Regions from separate parts of the Mus musculus genome. Here regions 1, 2, 3 and 4 are each linked to region 5. Evidence: chromatin contacts called from public promoter capture Hi-C data. All regions are on one chromosome and are shown on one strand. Each heading gives the region's core, a stretch centred on a gene start, on an enhancer-like site or on the middle of the called end of the contact. The rest is flanking DNA. Distances are from core to core; before and after follow the strand shown. Region 1 holds the start of Mtres1 (mitochondrial transcription rescue factor 1). Region 2 holds the start of Bend3 (BEN domain containing 3). Region 3 holds the start of Wasf1 (WAS protein family, member 1). Region 4 holds the start of Atg5 (autophagy related 5). Region 5 holds the start of Afg1l (AFG1 like ATPase).

Region 1 (3,920 bases), core at 570-3,069, 1.1 Mb after region 5:
ATCAGTTAAAGTATAAACTGATTAAAGTACGGGGACTTACGTGCTCAGCCCTAAATGAGACAGCTACACCACACCCTCACACACAAAACCCAAACTAAACAAAACCTGAACAGTGACAACCGTGTCTGTCTTACTTGGTCAGCTTCAGCCCCTGCCGCACTGACACTAGTCTTCATGGTCCTTACACACAAGCAGCTATCCTTAAAGAGTGTTTTCCATGGCTACAACTGATTTAGAGCTGGGGTGATTATAAAGGATAGAGATTTTTTTTTACTCATGCCTCTAGAGTCTGGGAAATTCAAGTCAACTGCCTCTAACCCTCTTCTCCCCTTAAACAAACTCCCCTTCCCTTCTGCCCTTTAGAAGCTGCCATTTGGTGAAAGGACTTCTTGCTGCATCACAAGGTGGAAGATAAGGATGGTGTAAGCATGCCAGAGAGAGCTTGTTTTCATAACAAAGCCACGTACTCCCTTAATACCCACTAATACCGACTGTCCATTCTTCAGAAAGAACCTTCATGGCCCTGCTCTTCCTAAAGGTACTGCACCAAATTCCTAACACATGAAACTAGGGGGACACATTCTGGACAAACTAGGGACCTTTGTTCCAGACAGGCCTAGAACACTCTCACTTAGGTATCTGCAAGGAAACTCACCTTCAAGTCTAGACTCAAACACATCCCCTCAGCGGGGCCTACCCATTCCATTCCAACTATTCCAACGCAACTCCACCTTGCCAATCGGTCCCCTTTACCACACTTACCCCACCCCCAGAGCTAATCACAGGCTGCTGTGTAATTTACCAGATGCTGTCTGCATGTGCATACACTCCACAAGACTAGACTTCTTCTTCATCCCTGTTTTATTTATCTCACGTGCACAGAAATAGTGCCTGGTAATTAAAAACTTGCAGAAGCTAGGAACGCTGTTGCAAGCCTATAATTCAAGCATCTGGGAAAGAGGCAGGAGCTCACGTGTTCAAGGACATCGTTCACTATAAAAGTAAGAAGCCAGTCACAACGAGGCCGCCTTAAAAAAGTCTTATAGACCTAAGTCTGGAGGTCACCCAGACGGCACGAGAGATACAGAGAGTTTTAGTAGGAAAGTAACCCGGCAGGAGTCCATATGAAAAAATCTCCTTGACGGCAGTTTGCATTAGAGATGACTAGGAAAGAAAGCCCGTAAGGTTCGTTTCGGGTGAGATTTCTATAAAGCTATAGACTCTATAACGAAGGCTAAGACTGGCAGAAGAGCAGTGTTTAGGATACACAGGCAAAGCTGTCCTTGACCTGCACTACGCTGGGAGTGGATCCACGTTCCTTAGCGTGTCACCGCTCTGTAAGACCCGGGCCTGGCCTCCAGTTGGTTGGGTCTACAGCTACGAAACCCTTCCCTTCTGCGGACGTCGGAAGCGGACTTCTACACAAGATCGAGTTCCCCTGGAGCCCTCCCATCCCGAACCTTCCCCAGGTCCCCCAAGGTCAAAGGAAACTGGACACTCCCACGCCGCCCAGCCCCGAGTCAGTGTGTCTGCAGCTTGCTGCACCCAAGTCCGGGGACGCACAGCCTGGGCCAGCTTAATTCCCACGGTCCCGGGGTTCGAGAGGCGTCCCTAGGCAACCCCAACTCTGCGGAACGGGAAGGGTTCGCAGACACGGCCGGAGCGCCGCAGGGCAGAAGCCAGCCGAGGGCGAAGCGCCCGGCGAGGGGCTGAGCCGGCGGGCCAGTAGGGGCGCACTCACCTGCGCAGTCCGCTGGTCCCTCCCCGGACCGCGCCGACCGCAGGCGGGAGCCACCTCCGCACCTGCCCCGCCTCTTCCGCCCCAGCCTACGCAGAGAGTGGACCCCTAGGCGCATCTGAGCACGGTGGTGGCCTCACAGCGTCCCCTGCTGGACGCGGCGCCTTGGAGGACCACGCTGTTGAGGTCGGGGTGTGGGGAAGTGAGGTGGGGGGGGGGGGGGGGGGGAGAGGGGACGTGGGAGGCCCATCCCAGGCCCGCTGAGCTTGGCAGCCAGTTCCAGAAGAATTTGGTTTGGAAGCAAAAGTTCTTTCTCTCGAATAGCCAAAGCCCTGAACTTCTTAGTGAGTTATAGATGTTGTCTCCAGAAAACTGTCTTAACATCACAGAATATAAGAGTTTACTTCTAACCCGTCCGTGTGTAGGTGTATCGCTGTAATCCCAACACTGGAGAGACCGAGGTAGGAAGAATGGGGGTTCAAGGTTTTCCTTGGGTACATGACTAGGAAGTTCGAGGCCAGGCTGAGCTACAAAGAAATAAATATAAATGGGAATAAATAAAATACCTCACATTGGGTGTGATCCTATCATTGGGGGAGTGGAGGCAGAAAGATCAAGTAAGTCACTTGACCTGTCTTTGGCTACATAACAAGCTTGAGACCAGCTTGGGTTACATGAAACCCTGTCTCAATATATCAACCCCTGACCCCCCACCCCCCAAAAAAAACTAAGTCACACCGTTTTCGTTCAGTTTTCTTGCCATGCCAGAAGTGATTGGACAGGGGTTAGAGTCTAGGAAAACACGGTTTAGTGGAACCAGTGAAAACAAACCTTGGGAGTCAGATGGAATATAGCCCAGACACTAGAGTACAGTCAGTTTCACAAAAGTTGTTTTTTTGTTTTGTTTTGTTTTGTTTGTTTGTTTTTAAAACGTAAATACTTTTACGTGTATGAGTGTCTTTGCCTGCATGTACCATGTGCCTCTATGCTGAAGGAGGCCAGAAGAGGGCATTGCATCTCCTGGGACTGGAGTTACAGATGGTTGCTAACCACCATGCAGATGCTGGGAATGGAATCTGGCTCATCTGGAAGAGCAGCCAGTGCCCTTCCCTCTGGAGCCCAGGTTTAGATATGTTTGCGTTAACGTTTGTTGGGATATATGCTGTATTAAACGAGAAGTAGCCTTCCTGATTTTCTTCTTTTTCAGACGTTTCCCTTCCAAGTCTGTGAGCTCTGTTCCCCGCCTTTTCATTGATGCTCCTTTCTCCTAAGTTGGCACAATAGTTTCTTGATTGTGTTTGTATAAGAGGAATGCACAACTACAAATTGTTTCAAATGCTGAAATGATACATCTACACGGTTGACATTGTGAGATCAGGAGGGATACACAGTTGCATTTACTTGTAGGTCAACACCTGCCATCATGTTTGACCTAGGGAACTCAGGTCTTTTAGTCTTGGCAGCGAAAGCCTTTATCCTTTGAGCCAGTTCACCACCCCTTGGGAAAAAATTTTTTAAAAAAATTAAAAAGATTGCAGGGTATGGTAGCCCATGTCTTTAGTTTTAGCATTTGTGAGGCAGAGGCAGGCAGATCTCTGTGGGTTTGAGACCAGCCAGGTCTAAAAAGCAAGTCTAGAACAGCTAGGGCTCCTTTCACAGAGAAACACTGTCTCAAAAAACAAAACAAAACAAAACAAAACAAAAAAACCAAACAACCAAACCAACCAAACAAAAAATGTTATTTCTGTGGGTGTCTGTGGGTGTGTAGGTCAGAGGACAGCTTGCCGGAGTCTGTCTACTATGTGGGGCCCAGGGATCAAAATTGCATTGCCAGGTCTGGTAGCAAGTGCGTTTACCCACTGAGCCATCTCACAGGGTGAAATCTTTTTAAGATGACATACAGAGGACCAGGAGAGATGGCTCAGTGGTTAAGAGCACTGGTTGCTCTTCCAGAGGATGTGGATTTGATTCCCAGCACACATATGGTGGCTTATACTATCTGTAGCTCCAGTTCCAGAGACCAATCCCTCTTTTGACATGTGAGAGCATCAGGCACACACACACACACAAGCAAAATTAATATTTGAATACACATTTATTTTCTTTATTAATTCTTCAGGTATTGTAGAAAAAACACTTGTTCATAATAATTAGTAATTCTGTAGAAAAGAAAAAATAGTTA
Region 2 (3,724 bases), core at 990-3,489, 1.0 Mb after region 5:
TTTGAAATGTAAATAAAGAAAATATCTAATAAAAAAATAAAAAAACATGAAACTAAGTTTCTTTTATAGATAGTAATGTAGTCCATTTCTGTTAATTTTTTTCACACCCCTTTAAAAAAAAAAAACTTTTTGTTTTTGGAAACAAGATGTCACCATGTAGTCTAGCCTGGCACTTTCTAAAGAAAAATCCCACCACCTTTGTCTCCAATCTGCTGGGCGCAGAGGTGGGTAGCCCCATGGCAACTCTGCTAATGACTTAGTGGGGACACACAACAAACTCCACTTACCTTGAAAGCTAAACCCAAACCAAAACAAAACACCTAGTATCTGACCCAAGCTTAGGTCTCTAACAAAGAAGAGATGATTTATTTGTCTTGGACACTTGAGTTCTCACTGTGAATAGTTGGGCAAAGATAGATCCTGTCACAATTCAGGAAATTTTTCTTTTTAAAAACTGAACACGGCCATTTTACATTCTTAAAGCAACGCAGCAGAGCGGTTTAAATGGAAAACGAGCTTAGATGCTAACTGTTCCCGACTCTTCTGGGAAATCCGACAAAACTAAACTAATGAAACGCAACGTCTCCTTTTATAATTCTAACTGTCACATTAAATTGAAGGTGAGGACAAAACTGCAGCATCTGTTAACGCAGCCGAGGGAAGAGTTGTGCTGCGCATGTCACTTAATGCACAAGTGCAGAAGTCAAGTTCCCTAACGAATCCAAGTGCTTCCACTTTGTCTCCAGGGAATGTATAAATTAACCATTCCCCCTCCCTTCCTCCCTCCTCCCTATTTTAAATGTAGATAGGGCGACCCTAGCCTTTTGAATTTGAAGGGCTGCTATCTCGGGCCCATTCTTTCCATCATCCTGTTTTGAATGACACTGAGCACGTATAGATTCTCTTATAAAAGCACCCCTAGGATGCTGGGCTCCTTTCTTCAAGCTGCTAGCTAATTTTGCATAGCAATTAGTACTGACTTCTCCAAGTCTGCAACCCAAACACCTCTCCAGAACGTTCCACAGTCCCTCCAAGGTCCAACTCTGCGCCATTAGATTTCAAACCAGAAGGCGAGGAACTTGCGTAATGATTAAATTCCCAATTTGTGTGAAGACACAATAATCTCTGACTACGCGTTAATTCCAACCTTAGGCCGCGACTGGGCAGCTAGGAGCCAGCATGTACGTCCTTTTAAAATCTATTCTACGTATTCACTGACCGCGCCGGGCCGGGCCACATGGTCCTCTCTCGCAGCCAGTCAGCTGTAGGCAGCAGATGGGATCATTTGCATTTTTCTTTTTAGACATTTTTTTTCCATCGGCAAATTAAAGGATTAAAAAAATTTTTTTTTCCGTTCTCATTGTTTACCAAAACCAGGCACGCAGCTTAAAAGTTGACTTGGGCTTTTCTTTTCCCTCCACCCCCACCCCAAGTCCCCGAAAGTTGGAGAACTGCGAGGGGTTGGTTTCTTATTTCTCAACTCCGACTCTGCAGTCCGGGAAACTAGGAGACGGTCGGTCTTAACTAACTCGGCGACTGGAGTCTCCCAGTTTTCCGCGCTGAGCCCCGTGGCTCTGAGTTGGTGGCATGAGGGTCCCCAAGCGCGTGCTTCGCTCCGCAGCCTCAAGCGGCAAAACTTGGGCTCTCGGAACTCAGGCTTTACGGGAGAGGGCGGCCACCCTGCCGGGGGAGTGGCCAGGGCTCCCCCAGAGCCCGGGGTCGCTCTCCAGTATACCCCCCCAACCACGAATCCATGCAGAACTGGAGGGGGGGCGCACCCCGAAGTCTTTGTGCCCGGCGTGGCACGGGAAGGTCCGTGCGATGGTGCGGCGCCACAGCCGAGCGCCCCAAAAGCGGGGGGCGCGGGCGGAAAAGACACGGCGCGTTGCCTCCCACCCCCACCCCCCGGGGTTAGAGAAAAAGTAGAGAAAGAGGCGCCGGGGCCACGCTCCAGCCCGGAGAGCACGTAGCCGAGAATGCCGCGGGGCGCTTTCCCGTGGGTGAGAGCCGCCCTGGTCCGCCGGCAGCCGGCGCGGGCCCACGTGGAGCCGCGCTGTGCAGGCCGAGCGCACCCGCCCCGCAGCGCGCCCCAGCTCCCCGCCGCGGTCGCTCACGCCCGAGCGCCGCCGCCGCCGCCGCCGCTGGTCCCGCGTGTGCCCCGCTGAGGGGGAGGGGCGGCGCGGTGGGGGCGGAGGGCTTGAGGTTCCACTGCAGCGGGGGCTCCTGTGTCCTTGTGCGGAAATGACACACGGAGTCCCGTCACGTCACGCGAGAGCGCAGCGCACGGACACACACAAAGAGAGGGGAAAATACACGGCGCCCGCCCGCCCGCCGCCCCCAGCCAGTCGGCGGGGCCGCCCCGGCCAGGCCCTGCGCGCTCGGCCCCCACTGCGGCCCGCGCGCCCGCCCCCCGCACGTGGCGCCCGAACTCGGCGCGGGTCCCGCTCCGCAAAGTAACAACTCTCGTCCCAGGTGAGTGTGGGCCCCGGTCGGGGCCGCCTGCGAGCGGCTCGCCGCCTCCGCGCGGGCTGGAAGGGGGAGCGGGCGCCCACGGGCTCGTCGCGCCCCATTGTGCCGCGCGCCCCTTTGTGCCCGCTCGGAACGCCGCGACTCCATGGCGTTCCGGGAGCACGCGCGCCGCGGCCAGGGAGGAGGAGGAGGGAGGGGAGGACGCACGGTGGAACGGTCCGCGCCGCCGCCGCCAGGCCGGCCCCACTCGCGCCGCGCGCCGGCTCTCCACCCCCGGCGGGCCGGCGATGGAGCGGCCGAGGGCCGCCGGGGAGCAACTGCGCGGCGCCGGAGCGCTCGCGTTCGACCGGCCTGTGGCGGCGATGGAGGGGTGTCAGAGGGAGCAGAAGGGCGGGGAGCCAGAGGCCGGAGAGCCGCCGCTCGGAGGGACGCTGCCCCGGGGAGGCAGCGGAGGGAGCGAGGCTGCCGGCGGCTGGGAGCGGGGTGCGGCGAGCCCCGCCGCCAGGGGGCGCGGCACCCTCCCGGGCCGTTCCACGGCGCTCCGTGGTTCCCGCTGCCCGGCTGGAGGCGGGTCCAGCGCGGCGCTCTGGGTGTGCACCCCAGCGAGCGCGAGGCCTTCCTGGCGGGCGGTGGAGCCGGGCCGGGGCGCTCGCCGCCCCTCGTGACTTGTGCCCGCCACGATCGACGTAATTTCCCACGCAGACTTGGCTCGGGCTGTGAGGCGCGGAGTTGTGAAGGCCTTGTGGGCTGGGACTCAACTCATCTGAGTTCTTTTTTTCTTTTTTTTTTAAGTTTGTCCTAAAGTAGAAGTTTGATCGCTCAGGTGGCCCGCTTGGGAGTATTTTGGAGGTGGAGGCCAACCAGAGATGCTCAGAATTAATGTTCACTGTTTGGAAGTCAGAGAACTTCCTTTTAGAAGTAACTTTTGAATGTTTTCCTACAAGTAACACGTCACTGAGTAGAGGGGAGGGTGCCAGAAATCTATAAAGACCCAGAAAACCCAGGCGAGTGGGGAACGTGTGGAAATGTCCCAGATAGAGGTTTTAGGTTTGTCTCTGTTTCGGTTCCATGCCTGCAGTTTTTCTCTTTTTGCGACTTTCCACTTTTAATTCATAGGTGTTTGGGTTTTGTTTTTAAGCTTCATTTTCGGTGTATGTGTTTTGACTGCATATATATGCGCCATATCCATGCCTGGTCTCCTAAGAGGTCAGAGGAGGGCATCGGATTTACAGATAGATGGTTGGGAGCAGCCACG
Region 3 (3,691 bases), core at 1,005-3,504, 1.6 Mb before region 5:
CCCTCGTCAGTCTTTGAGCTGGTCATTCACTCACACAGGGCTTACTACAGACTGATGCTCTCAAAGGGCTCAAGACACACTAAGTCTTCTCCTAAGTTTGGAAACTCTTGCTTTAGCTAACGTGGTCTCTCTCTCTTCGAATTGACATTTCATTTATTTATTTATTTATTTATTTATTTTATTTATTTATTTTGGTTTTTTGAGACAAGGTTTCCCCGTGTAGTCCTGGCTGTCCTGGAACTCACTCTGTACCAGGCTGGCCTCGAACTCAGAAATCTGCCTGCCTCTGCCTCCCAAGTGCTGGGATTAAGGCATGTGCCACCACTGCCTGGCAACTTTTTATTTTTTTATTTTTATTTTTTTAAGAAAGGATTTGTCTGAGCAATCTACACACACAAAAAAAAAATCACACTTCTACCTTATTCTTTGTTGTGGTTATTACCCCATCCCATCCCCACCCCACCCCCCACCCCCGGACACCCAGTGTTCAATTCAATCTGTAACTACTTTATTTGTCCACATTTAATTGGTTGTTTCACCCACGAGAATGATTCCAGTATGAACTATGATAGCAAAGATGTTCTGGTTGGTTGACCCTTGTGGCTTTAATCCTGTTGTTACTGGGAAACAATACATGCTCCATAGAGAACTATATTATAGAACTATAGAACTGGGTTTCCCCCTTTATCAACTTCCTCGGTTGGGTTCGTGCATGCTACTTCCTAAACTTTATGTCCTTTTCCCATTCATTGTATTAACACAAAGAATCACAATAGCTAACATGTATCGCTTTCCACTAGATAGATATTCGGCTCTGTGCTATAATCTTTACCATATAATTTCACTCAATCTTTACAATAACCCCCCGATAAATATGTTTTTATACAGCTATCTTCATTGCACAACTGTACAAAAGAACGTTGTGTAATTTGAAAGTAGTGAAGCCAGGATTCGTGCCGAGTTCCTCAAAAACAAAACAGTGCCTGGCCGTGGCTCACTTCTAGTGAGGGTACAAATTCTAGTTTGAAAGTCTTGATCCAATATTATCTATGCTCTGAACTTATAACTGATCTAATAAGGCTACATCTTAGTCTACAAATTCAAACTTTCCTCCTCTCCTGAACTAATTTTATCCGACGGAGATAGGAAGGACAGGGGTTAGTGGAGAGCTGCTCCGTACTTCTAATCGTCAAGGAGGATGTGGGAAGAGATGTAAACGCTAGTTACATACTTCTCAGCGCCAAGGTAGACCAGCCTCTAACCCGAGACGAGCTGAAAGCAGTTCCTGAGCTTATTAGTGTCCAAAACACTTACCTTAACTGCCACCTCCGGAGCCGAGTCCACCGCCACGGTCAGAGAGAGCTTGGCTGAAGGCGATTTGGTCAAGTGCATGAGAGAGTCCGCGGCTGGCAGCGGACACCGACTGCCCTCACTGTCCGAATCCGATTCGGACCCCGAGCCCGAGCCATACGAAGCAGCTAGAGCTGCAATCGCAGCCGACATGACTGCAACAGATACTCTCTGCTAAGGCCAGGCCAAGGCGGAAGAAGCAGCGTCTCCCAGGTCCTGTCAGATTGTCATGGAACTCGATATTTACCTCCTTTAAAAAAAATCATTTATAACTTCTCGAAAAAAACTTTATTATTGAGATAACTGTATCAAAACTTGAGATTCACAAACATTTATCTAAAGAAGCACAAGGGATTACAACTATTTGTAACTTTCAGGACCTCGTTGATTAAAGACCCAGTCCTGAGATGTGTTTGAAGCCTCGAGGACCTTCACTCCCGGCGTACAGTGCGGCGAGGAGCTCGCGGCACCATGGGAAATGTAGTTTGGAGCGAGGAGGTGGAGCCCGGCAGAGGGGGCCTGCCTTCGACCCCGCCCCCAAGAGGATGCTTCATTCAATTGGATGTCATCTTCCCTCATTCCCGAGCCCAGCACCGTTCTCTCCGGCCCCCTCCCCCAAAGTGCGGATCGGGCAATACCACAGAGCCTCAGGACAGGGGGAAGCGCCGTCCTCTTGCCCACGGACGGGTAAGTGGGTGGATGCTCATTCTCCCACCATGCCGCCGTACGCCCTGCAGGGTTCGAGGGGAGAGTGCGAATCCTAAGTTCAGAGACCTGGGACCCGTCCGGTGCAGCTCCGGGGAAAGGTCGTGAGGCCAGGCGGAGAGCGCCCCGCGGCTCCCCCTGCTGCAGGCGCGGGTCCCCGCGCCCGGTTGTGGAGCGTCGCGCGGGGAGGGGGCGGCGCAGGGCAGCGGCTGCTCGCGGTGTTGTTCGCTCGCGCGTCGAGCGCACCGCGGCTCGGGCGAGCAGTGGGCGCCCCCGGCGGCATTCCCGGCGGCCCGGCGCCTCAGCCAGTGCCCGGCGCGGCTTCCATCCCGCAGCCCGACGCTCCCGAGGGGCTCCTGGTGGCGCCCCAGTGCGGAGCCGGACCGGCGGCAGCCGCCGAAGCATGTAGAAGGGGTACGGCGCGAGCCCCCCACGGTTTCGCGGTGAGCACGAGTCTCTCAGGATTTTGTCCCTTTTTTTTCTTCCCGGGGTCCTGACGAGGGAACTGTTCTCCACCGACCCGAGCCGAGAGGGGCGTGTGGATGAGCCGGGGTCTGCAGCGGCGGCGATGGATGGGCGCGCCGCCCCCGCCCCCATCCCGGGCTCCCCCGCGCCCGCCGCCCAGCAGCCCGGGCTGCGCGTGGAGGACGAGGCGTGGGATCTCGGGCGCGGGGACTGGCCCGAGGCTGCTCTGGGTGCAGCATCTGCGGCTCTCACCTGCGGCGCGGGGTTCGGGGCTCCGATCCCGCCGCTCCGCCCTTGTGCATCGGCGCCGGCGAAGGCTGCAGCCAGTCGCGGAGCCCTCGGCTCGCCCGGCGTGCCAGCGGTTCTGAAAAGCGAGCCCTGGCCGCGGGTCTTTGCGCCGCGGCTCTCTGCACGACCATGGTAAAGCGAGTGCGGGCATCCCTTTATATTCCAGTTTGGAAGAGAAGGCAGAGAGGGTGCTGGCTCTTTTGATGCCTGGAAATGGGGAGGTTCCTCGGGCAGAGTTAGGGAGACGCTTGCTGGGCTCTGATGTCGGCAGGACTCGCCCATTGTGCCACCCAGATAATTATTCAACTATGCAGCATCCATTGCACCTTTCCCATTTTTCTTTTCCCCTAGCTACAGCATGCCCCCTAGCTTCCGTAGACACCTTCTCTAGCACTTGCGGATGATGAACTAGAATAATGGTGAAAAGAAAGCTCATCGGATCCCAACATTCACGACCTGCCCTGTGACTGACTAATTAATACCTAGCTAGAATAGGTACTTTAATTCGACTCATTCTGACCCTATCCTTTACTATACAAAATGTGCCCGACATTCTATTTACATTTTTTTCTTGGTGTTCACATTAGCTAAGTCTTTATTTTCAGTAATCGGTGTGATTAGTTTATTAGTTGTTCAGTTGTACAAACATCCATTGACATTGTAAATTTAATTGGTAAACTTTCATTTTTCTAATTGTTGGGAGCCGCATAACACAAGTACAGATGCAGTCCCATTTGGAACTCACAGGAACAGTTTATCTTTGATCTAAGTTTCTGTTAGGGAAAGTATTTTTATTTATTTTGAATATTTGAATAACGTACTTATATATAAAATTTTCCGTTTTAATAAGAAAAGTTTTGTATTTGTAGAATATTTGAACATC
Region 4 (3,712 bases), core at 1,073-3,572, 1.8 Mb after region 5:
AGGATCTGTGGCAGGGGCGGAGCCAAACTTGCTTTTCAGGCAAAGCAGCTGGAACAGCAGGCTGCAGATGAGAGGAGGTTAGGGGAAAGTCTAAGCTATAGCAGACTGACCCAAGGGCGAGACATGTGGGGGGTTCCCAGACCTGGCCTGGAATTCTCAGCCTCAAGAAAAAGGAGAGGGAAATCTCACCCAAGGGAAAGGATCTTCAAAAGAGGGGTAGTTCTGAGCTCAAGAAATCTTTTCTGGGGCCATGTAGATAGTCATGCTGACCAGTGGGAATGGGGGGTTTACCAGATCTGGGCTAGCGAACGAGCGTGGATCTCTTGCGGTAGCTGGGGTGGGATGCAAACCTGCAGAGTTTCTAGATCCGAGTCGCGATGCAAAAAGAGAAAGAGCTATTAAGGTATGTTCTGGCGGGGTGTGGGTGAAGGAGACACCTCAGCGGGCCCATGCCATGGCATCCTCCCCCCCCCCCCCCCCCAGAGACCACACACAGGCATAGCATAGAACGGAGTTTATTTAGGGCATGGGGAGGGGAGTTAAAAGGGTAGCAGAGACAGAGAGAAGGAGAGAGGAGAGAAGCAGAGGCCAGCCATGGCTACATGGGGGGTGAGGGTGGGGAATGGGAGCAAGGGGGCAAGACCTAAGAGAGAGGCAAGAGAGTAGGAGGGTAAGAGAGAGGAGGGGTCAAGCAATCCCTTTTATACTGGGCCAAGCCTATCTAGCTGTTGCCAGGTAACTGTGAGGAGGAGCATACCTGGCTGCTGGCAGGAACTGTGGGGGTGGAGTTTAGACAGAATTCCAACACACTCCACCTACTCAAAGCAGAAATCTCTACTATATTAAACTCAGTAATCAGTTACTAGCTGAAATCATACCTGGTCTAAGCACTGAAAATAAATGACTATTGTATGCTCAGCCATAAAAGGGACACCATCTCCTCCAAGGCTCAAGGAACCTCACAAAAGAAAGGTGTCAAACTCATGGGACAAGAGCAAGATCACTACAACAAAGTTTGAGGCAAATTTGGAGCAAGTTTTATTAAGTACTGGCCAGGACGTGGACACTGGTACAAGGTCCACACCCAGGATAACCAGAGAATGGCACCAAATTACATTAGGTGGAGCCTTATGAAGGCCAACCCAGCTTCTCCTCAACAGAAGTCTGACAAGACCCTCTTGGGTTTCTTCAGGTAACACTGCCTTTATTTAGATTCATGGCTCTAGCCAGGCTCTGCCGCTGCTGACAGAGCAAAGTGTCGTGGCAGAAATTCCAGTAGAGAAATTGAAGCAGAAGGATGGTAAATTCAAGGTCAGATCGGAGGATGGGGGTTAAAGAGTATCCATGATTATACATAGAGTTTGAGGTCAGTCAGCGTTGCACGAGAGCTTGTCTCAAACCCAAAAAAGGAGGAAGAAAGGAAAGAAAAAAAAAGGCTGGAGAAATACCTACAGATCAGTGTAGTTAAGAGTTAATTGTGCTCACTGATCTCGCAAAAGACTAAAATCATTTCCAGTGCCTGCACTGGGTGCCTCACAACTGCCTGTAACTGCAGCTCCCGGGGCTCCATTTACCATCTCTTAGGATCTAGTTGGACACCTCATCCTCTCCGGGTGGGGGAAGGAAAGAGAAGAGTAAGAGGGGAGAAGAGAAGGAGGAAGAGAAGGTGGAGGAGGACGAGGAGGAGGGTGTTAAAATGTTTGGTGAGTGAAGACCCAGATCAAGTACTCTTTACGTTTTGTTTTATTTTCAAAGCAATAAGAGTAGGAAAGGTACTCTTAGAGGTGAGGGAGGTTTTGGTACTTTTACCAACTGGGGTTAAATACAGCCACTAATGCCTACTGTGGTCCTACAGGAGTGGGGAGGTTCTACCGAGCAAATGAATGTGGTTTACCTTGAAAGCCGGGTGTGGTGGCTCACGTCTGCAGTTCTAGCACTTGGGAGACTGAGGAACACGAGATACCTAGTTAAGTCCCAGACTTGCAGCTTGATACCCCTGTCCTGACTCTAACCCAACTAAATTAAACCATCCCAACCACCCTTAAAAGTAAGGTTTTTACAATACTGTTTTGTGAGGAAGAGAAAAATGCTGCTACCACGGCAGCCGATGTCTCAGGATCCTTTATTTCTCTGTTCTTCCACAACTGTCACACTGACAACCGGGAACACCAACGACTGCGTTCTGTCCATCCAAGAAGAAAACCGGCAAACTCGTTCCGAGTTCAGGCGCTCCCTGTGTGTCTGCGCACGCTCAGGAGCAACTCAGGTCTTGCCAGGTTGGGCCGCGCTCGGAGGGCGGAGCGCTTGCCACGTGGTCTTGGTGACGTCATCTCCGGGCGCCGAGGGTGACTGGACCTACGGTGGGCGCCCGGCGCTGCGGTTCACTCTGGTTCCGAGGGCGGAAGTGCCCGTCGGGCTGTTTTCTGACCCGGGCGGCAGCACTGTGCGGCTGCGCGCGCACTGGGACTTCTGCTCCTGCGCCTCTGCAGGACAGTGTGATCCCGGCAGACAGAACCCGACCGAGCGGCTTTCGCGCTGCGGGAAGCCGGAGCAGAGCCGGCACCTCGGGTAGGGCTCATGTGTGTCCCGGGCGTGGAAGTGTGGGGCGGGAGTGGGACCGGGCAGGGGCAGGGGCTGCGGGCGAGCGGCCCGTGTAAAGAGCGCACCCGGAGGGATGGCGGGGGAGGCGGTGCCGCTGGGCGGAGGTGGGGTTGGCGAGACACCGGCCCGGGAGCCCTTGGGCAGTCTAGCTGTCCCTTTGGGTAGTTAGTATGTCAGTTCCTTACTAAGGTAGGAAATGTAGCATCGAGTCTGGAGCTCAAGTTAAGGACTTGCATTTTATTTAAATCGTAATTGTTTCGGTGCTTTTTGATTCTATCTAAACGCAGACTGTTTCTCTTCGATGCAGTTCTTTGAGTCTCAGTTTAATTTTAGTACTTAATACTAACAAATGCATTTTTCTGTTAGTAGAACACTTTCGTTTATTTAGTTACTTTGTTGAAATTGCTCTCAAAGAATATAAACTTGAGGAACCTAAGAATCTGGGTGGCATGTAGGTTTTTCTCCCAAAGCATGTAGCATTGTTTTCACTGAGAAAGCATAGCAAGTCTTCACTAGTCAGAACCCCAGGAGCAGTTGACTATCTAAAGCCTTCTAGAATTCACCTGATAAGTATCTTGGGTCCTTGATACCGAGTATTTGAGTCAGATGCAAATATTCTGACTTCATTAAAATTATTGTTTGAATTGAAATTTGAGAACAAGAACATTGGCTTTATGGTAGTTGTCTTGGCAGGTGAGAATGTTACACTAAGTTTAATTGTACTTTGAGCCCAGTTTTGTGGCCTGTACCTTTAATTCCAGCAGTGGAGGTGGGGTGAAGGCAGGAAAATCAGGAGTTTAAGGCCAGCCTTGGCTATTTAGTGAGTTTGCTGCAATCCTAGAGGGCATGGTACTCTTTGCAACACACAGACAACATCCTCCAAAGCCCAAAAACAACCTAGCATTTTTTGGCCCTGCATTGGATCTTGAGCAGCACAAAACCAAACTATAACCCGAAAACAAAACAAACCCCAACTGTGATTGCCCACGTTTCTAATCCTTGTGCTAGAGAAGCTGAGGAAGGAAGGTTGCTTTGGGTTGGAGGCCAGCCTGTACTACAGAGCAAGACTCTTGTCTCCGAAAAGAACACACAAACACACACACACAGCTTT
Region 5 (3,534 bases), core at 191-2,690:
CTGTAATCCAGACTCAATTAATGAGATTTATACTTCAGCATTTCTCTTGTTTATAAAATAGAAAGGAATATTTTTTACTTTACTTATTTTGTGTGTGTGTGTGTGTGTGTGTGTGTGCGCGTGCGCGCGCGCAAGAGAGGACAAGTGGTGGGTGTTGGTACTTCCCCTCTGCCATATGGGTCCTAGGGATTGAACTCAGGCTTGATAGCAAGGCCCTTTGCTAAGTGGGCCATGTAAAGCTCACAGTCTGGTATTTATTTCAATGACTGAGGGGGGAAAAAAACCTATCTTGAGACGATGAGAATCGGCATTTGCATATATATACTCTGTTAAATTATATCCGATTTTGAAGGTATATAAAGAAGCTCTTGGAGATGAGGAAAGGTGACTGAGGAAGACCATGAGAATAACGTCGTTCATTTGAAAATATCTGCTCATCAGACACCAATCACCATCCTACGTGCCAAGGAAATAAGGACACAGGGTTTGCTGTCTTTTGAGAAACCAGTCCAGTGAAGAGAGGTAAAATTAGCACTTCTGGGAAAGAGCAGCAGGAGGTTCTCAAGTTCGTGGCCAGCCTGTACCACACAGTGAGACCACGTGATTGTAATTTGGCTAACCACTCATTCACAGACACATGACAGTAGAACGAAAGAATCGAAGGTCAGGGGCAAAACAGATAAATGACAGACAAACAGACAAAGTGATGCCCTAGGAATTTAAGACTGCATCGAGAAAATGGGCGGGGAGGGGGCATAGGGTCCCTGACTGACATGACCATTAAGTCCATCACCAGCCTTAAGAGCCCAGATGGGTTGGGGTGAAAGGCTCCCCACACACCAACCCCATCTTGCTTACCCCCATCCCTCCAAGCCGGGCTCTTGCACACCTGCCCTCTCCAGGCCTGGGTTACCTGGGGAAGAACTGGGTTGGCCTCTGACCCTCAAATGGAAGTTACTCTGGGCAGCTGCCTGAGGCGCTCAGCGCTCTTTGGGGCAACGAGATGCAAAAGGTCAATAGACACGAACTCGTCTCTAGGATCCTTACAACTTGTGAAGCCACGGGTGCAGCTGGGAGGGATCAGACAGTGGGGTGACCCCAGGGCCTTGCGCGGCCCGCTCGTGACACGGTCACTGACCTTTCCACAGGGGTTTCCCAGGGCCAGGGGCCGGAGGAGGGATTGCGACGACCCGCGCCCCGCACCCAACACCTCTCCCAGTCAGCCGGCTGCGCGCGGCGGAGCGCAGAGTAACCAAGGGCGACCAGGAGGCCGCCATCTTGAGCTCCGTACAGGGAGGAAAACTTTATTGTAACCCAGAAGACGCGACGGAGCAGCCGGGTGCTGTGGCGCTCCAGGAGGCCACGCCTGAAAATGAGAGAGCGTTAAAGAGAGATGACCTCAAGCTTAGAAAGGCTGCAACGCCTGCCCTTCACGCCTTCCGGTGGGCCTTGGGACTACAAGTCCCGAGAGGCCTCGCGCCTTGAGGGGGCGTGTCCTGACAGTCGCGGGTGCGCCCCACCCCGCTGAGAGGCGGCTAGAACCAACTCTCCACCCCGCCCCCACTGAAACCCTAGTTCTCCAGGCCTGAGAAACCAATTGTAGCTTGTAGTAATAATCGTGAACCTTCTAAGACCGCATAATATGAAGGTGACCAAGAGGTATATATTATACCTCGTCCAATCTGCTATAATATAGCCTCAATTTACTTTTCTTTCGGTGTCCAACGTGTCTCTGAAGGGTACCTGAAATGTGTTTCTGCCACTTTCTGTTTGAGCTGTTGAGTAATAGAAATTATCTTCTATATAGCACATGTTTTCATGCTTTGAAGAAGCTTATAAGTGGGACAGGAAAGCCAAAGGGCCCAGACTGACAGCTGGTGGATGTGGCAGTCATGGGATGGTGTGACCACTTGAATTTGCGACTGCCCTCATTTGAGGCTGGCGACCCTTTGGCTAGATGAACGCTGCAGCTAAAGACAATAGTGGGATCAAGGAGAGAGCACTGTTGTGGAGGAGTACGGAGATTATATTTTTGTCTAGGTGTGTGTGTCCTATATTGAAAGCGATTCTTCTGGAGGCCAGAAGTGGGCATTGATCCCCCCAGAGCTGGCTGAGATTAAAGGCAGCTGTGGGCCACTCAACGTGGGTGCTACGAACCAAACCCTTGTCGGCTGCATAAGTTACACATTATTTAAACAGTTGAGCCACTTCTCTAGTCCATACAAGATTAACTTTTAACAAAAGACAAAGACCTTCCCAGGGGTTGTCGGGTGGTGTTCAGCTGATAGAGTGTTTGCCTAGTTAGCAGGAAGCCCAAGATTCACCAGTCTGGGAAGAAAAAGCACAAACAGCAATCCTAGCATTTGGGAAATGTAGACAGCAGGGTTAGAAGTCCAACTACATAGTTACATCCTTAAAAATAAATAAAACAACAACAACAACAACAAAAAAGTAAACCCTTCAACCGTGGATCATATCTAAAAGACCTGAACATTTAGCTGGGAATTATGGAAAACAAGAAAGTCTAGCATTCCTAGGAAGGAGGAAACAAAGTTTCAATTGTGTGACCAAAAAAGAGAACACTAAGAAGAATTCCAGGAAACCAAATTGTGGTCACCAGAAGAGGAATTCTGAAGAAACAGGAAATGGAAGGTGTAGTATGGCAGAGTAACTTCAAGCCTTTTCTCTGCTAATATGTCAAAGTATGTACCCACCCCGATGGGACTGAAGATAGTCTAAAGAGACACTTGTGTCTTCTTTCCCTTTGGCTATTGCACTACTGAAACAATGGCCCTAAGAAATCAAACTGCTCCCAAGAATCCCACGCTGGGACAAGGAAAAGGTTGAAGCCTGGTGCCAACCAGAAAAGGGAGAAGCTGGGCTCCCGGAAGTGACGTCACACGGTTCAGACAGTGCAGAACCAGCTTGTAGGACACACTGGAGCTGGGCAATGGTGGGCCAGTGATGCACAGGTCACACCTGACCTGGACGGCTGAGTTGTTGTACCTCTTTCCTACGACTTAAACCCAAGCTTCCAGTCAGGATCTCAAAGATGGATTTGGATCTCTCTCTCTCTCTCTCTCTCTCTCTCTCTCTCTCTCTCTCTCCCCCCTCCCTCCCTCCCTCCCTTCTTCCCTCTCCAAGCTCTGACCAGAACAACCGTATCTGCTGATGTACACATCCAGTCTTGGAACTCTAGCTCCATAGACCAGGCTGGCCTTGAACTCAAAGAGATCTGCCTACCTCTGCCTCCTGAGTGCTAGGATAGAAAAAGTGTGCCGCCCCGCTCGCTGCCTGGCTGAAGCAACCTGTTTTTAAATTTTTTTTAGGTTTATGAGTGTTTTGCCAGCATACATAGCTATGTATCACATGTGTGCCTAGTACCTAAGGAGACTGGAAGAAGGCACCAAATCTCCTGGAACTGAAGATGGATGGTTGCGAGCCTCTGCATGTGTATTGGGAGTTGAACCCAGGTCCTCTTGACAGAGCAGTCCATGTGCTCTTAACTGTTCCGCTGTCTCTCCTGCTCACAAG

Evidence for each region. Promoter capture Hi-C pulls out the DNA fragments that hold promoters and counts their contacts.
Region 1: a contact with region 5 is called in a promoter capture Hi-C map of liver, with 3 times the contacts expected there. The contact joins the promoter of Mtres1 here to the promoter of Afg1l in region 5. A contact is called at or near these places in 3 of 39 promoter capture datasets (the C10 cell line, liver and pre-B cells) and 2 of 484 Hi-C or Micro-C datasets (B cells and pre-B cells).
Region 2: a promoter capture Hi-C map of pre-B cells shows a contact between it and region 5, with 3 times the contacts expected there. The contact joins the promoter of Bend3 here to the promoter of Afg1l in region 5. A contact is called at or near these places in 4 of 39 promoter capture datasets (cranial neural crest, liver and pre-B cells) and 1 of 484 Hi-C or Micro-C datasets (CD4 T cells).
Region 3: a contact with region 5 is called in a promoter capture Hi-C map of liver, with 5 times the contacts expected there. The contact joins the promoter of Wasf1 here to the promoter of Afg1l in region 5. A contact is called at or near these places in 5 of 39 promoter capture datasets (the C10 cell line, liver, neutrophils and 1 more), 3 of 484 Hi-C or Micro-C datasets (CD4 T cells, embryonic stem cells and olfactory sensory neurons) and 1 of 9 other capture datasets (liver).
Region 4: a promoter capture Hi-C map of pre-B cells shows a contact between it and region 5, with 2.7 times the contacts expected there. The contact joins the promoter of Atg5 here to the promoter of Afg1l in region 5. A contact is called at or near these places in 2 of 39 promoter capture datasets (liver and pre-B cells).

What each region holds. Positions count from the first base shown.
Region 1 is chr10:43,539,199-43,543,118 of GRCm38.p6, forward strand. Mtres1 (mitochondrial transcription rescue factor 1) reads right to left here and starts at 1,820. Exons shown (of 4, transcript NM_026411.2): 1 at 1,742-1,820.
Region 2 is chr10:43,476,901-43,480,624 of GRCm38.p6, forward strand. It overlaps Bend3 (BEN domain containing 3), which reads left to right and starts at 2,240. Exons shown (of 4, transcript NM_199028.2): 1 at 2,240-2,472.
Region 3 is chr10:40,881,573-40,885,263 of GRCm38.p6, forward strand. It overlaps Wasf1 (WAS protein family, member 1), which reads left to right and starts at 2,255. Exons shown (of 9, transcript NM_001379453.1): 1 at 2,255-2,498. It overlaps Cdc40 (cell division cycle 40), which reads right to left and starts at 1,571. Exons shown (of 15, transcript NM_027879.2): 1 at 1,315-1,571. The coding sequence starts at 1,503.
Region 4 is chr10:44,266,017-44,269,728 of GRCm38.p6, forward strand. Atg5 (autophagy related 5) reads left to right here and starts at 2,323. Exons shown (of 8, transcript NM_053069.6): 1 at 2,323-2,568. Gm40637 (a long non-coding RNA gene) reads right to left here and starts at 2,186. Exons shown (of 2, transcript XR_871625.2): 1 at 2,097-2,186; 2 at 1,726-1,945.
Region 5 is chr10:42,477,125-42,480,658 of GRCm38.p6, forward strand. Afg1l (AFG1 like ATPase) reads right to left here and starts at 1,441. Exons shown (of 13, transcript NM_145743.2): 1 at 1,139-1,441. The coding sequence starts at 1,277.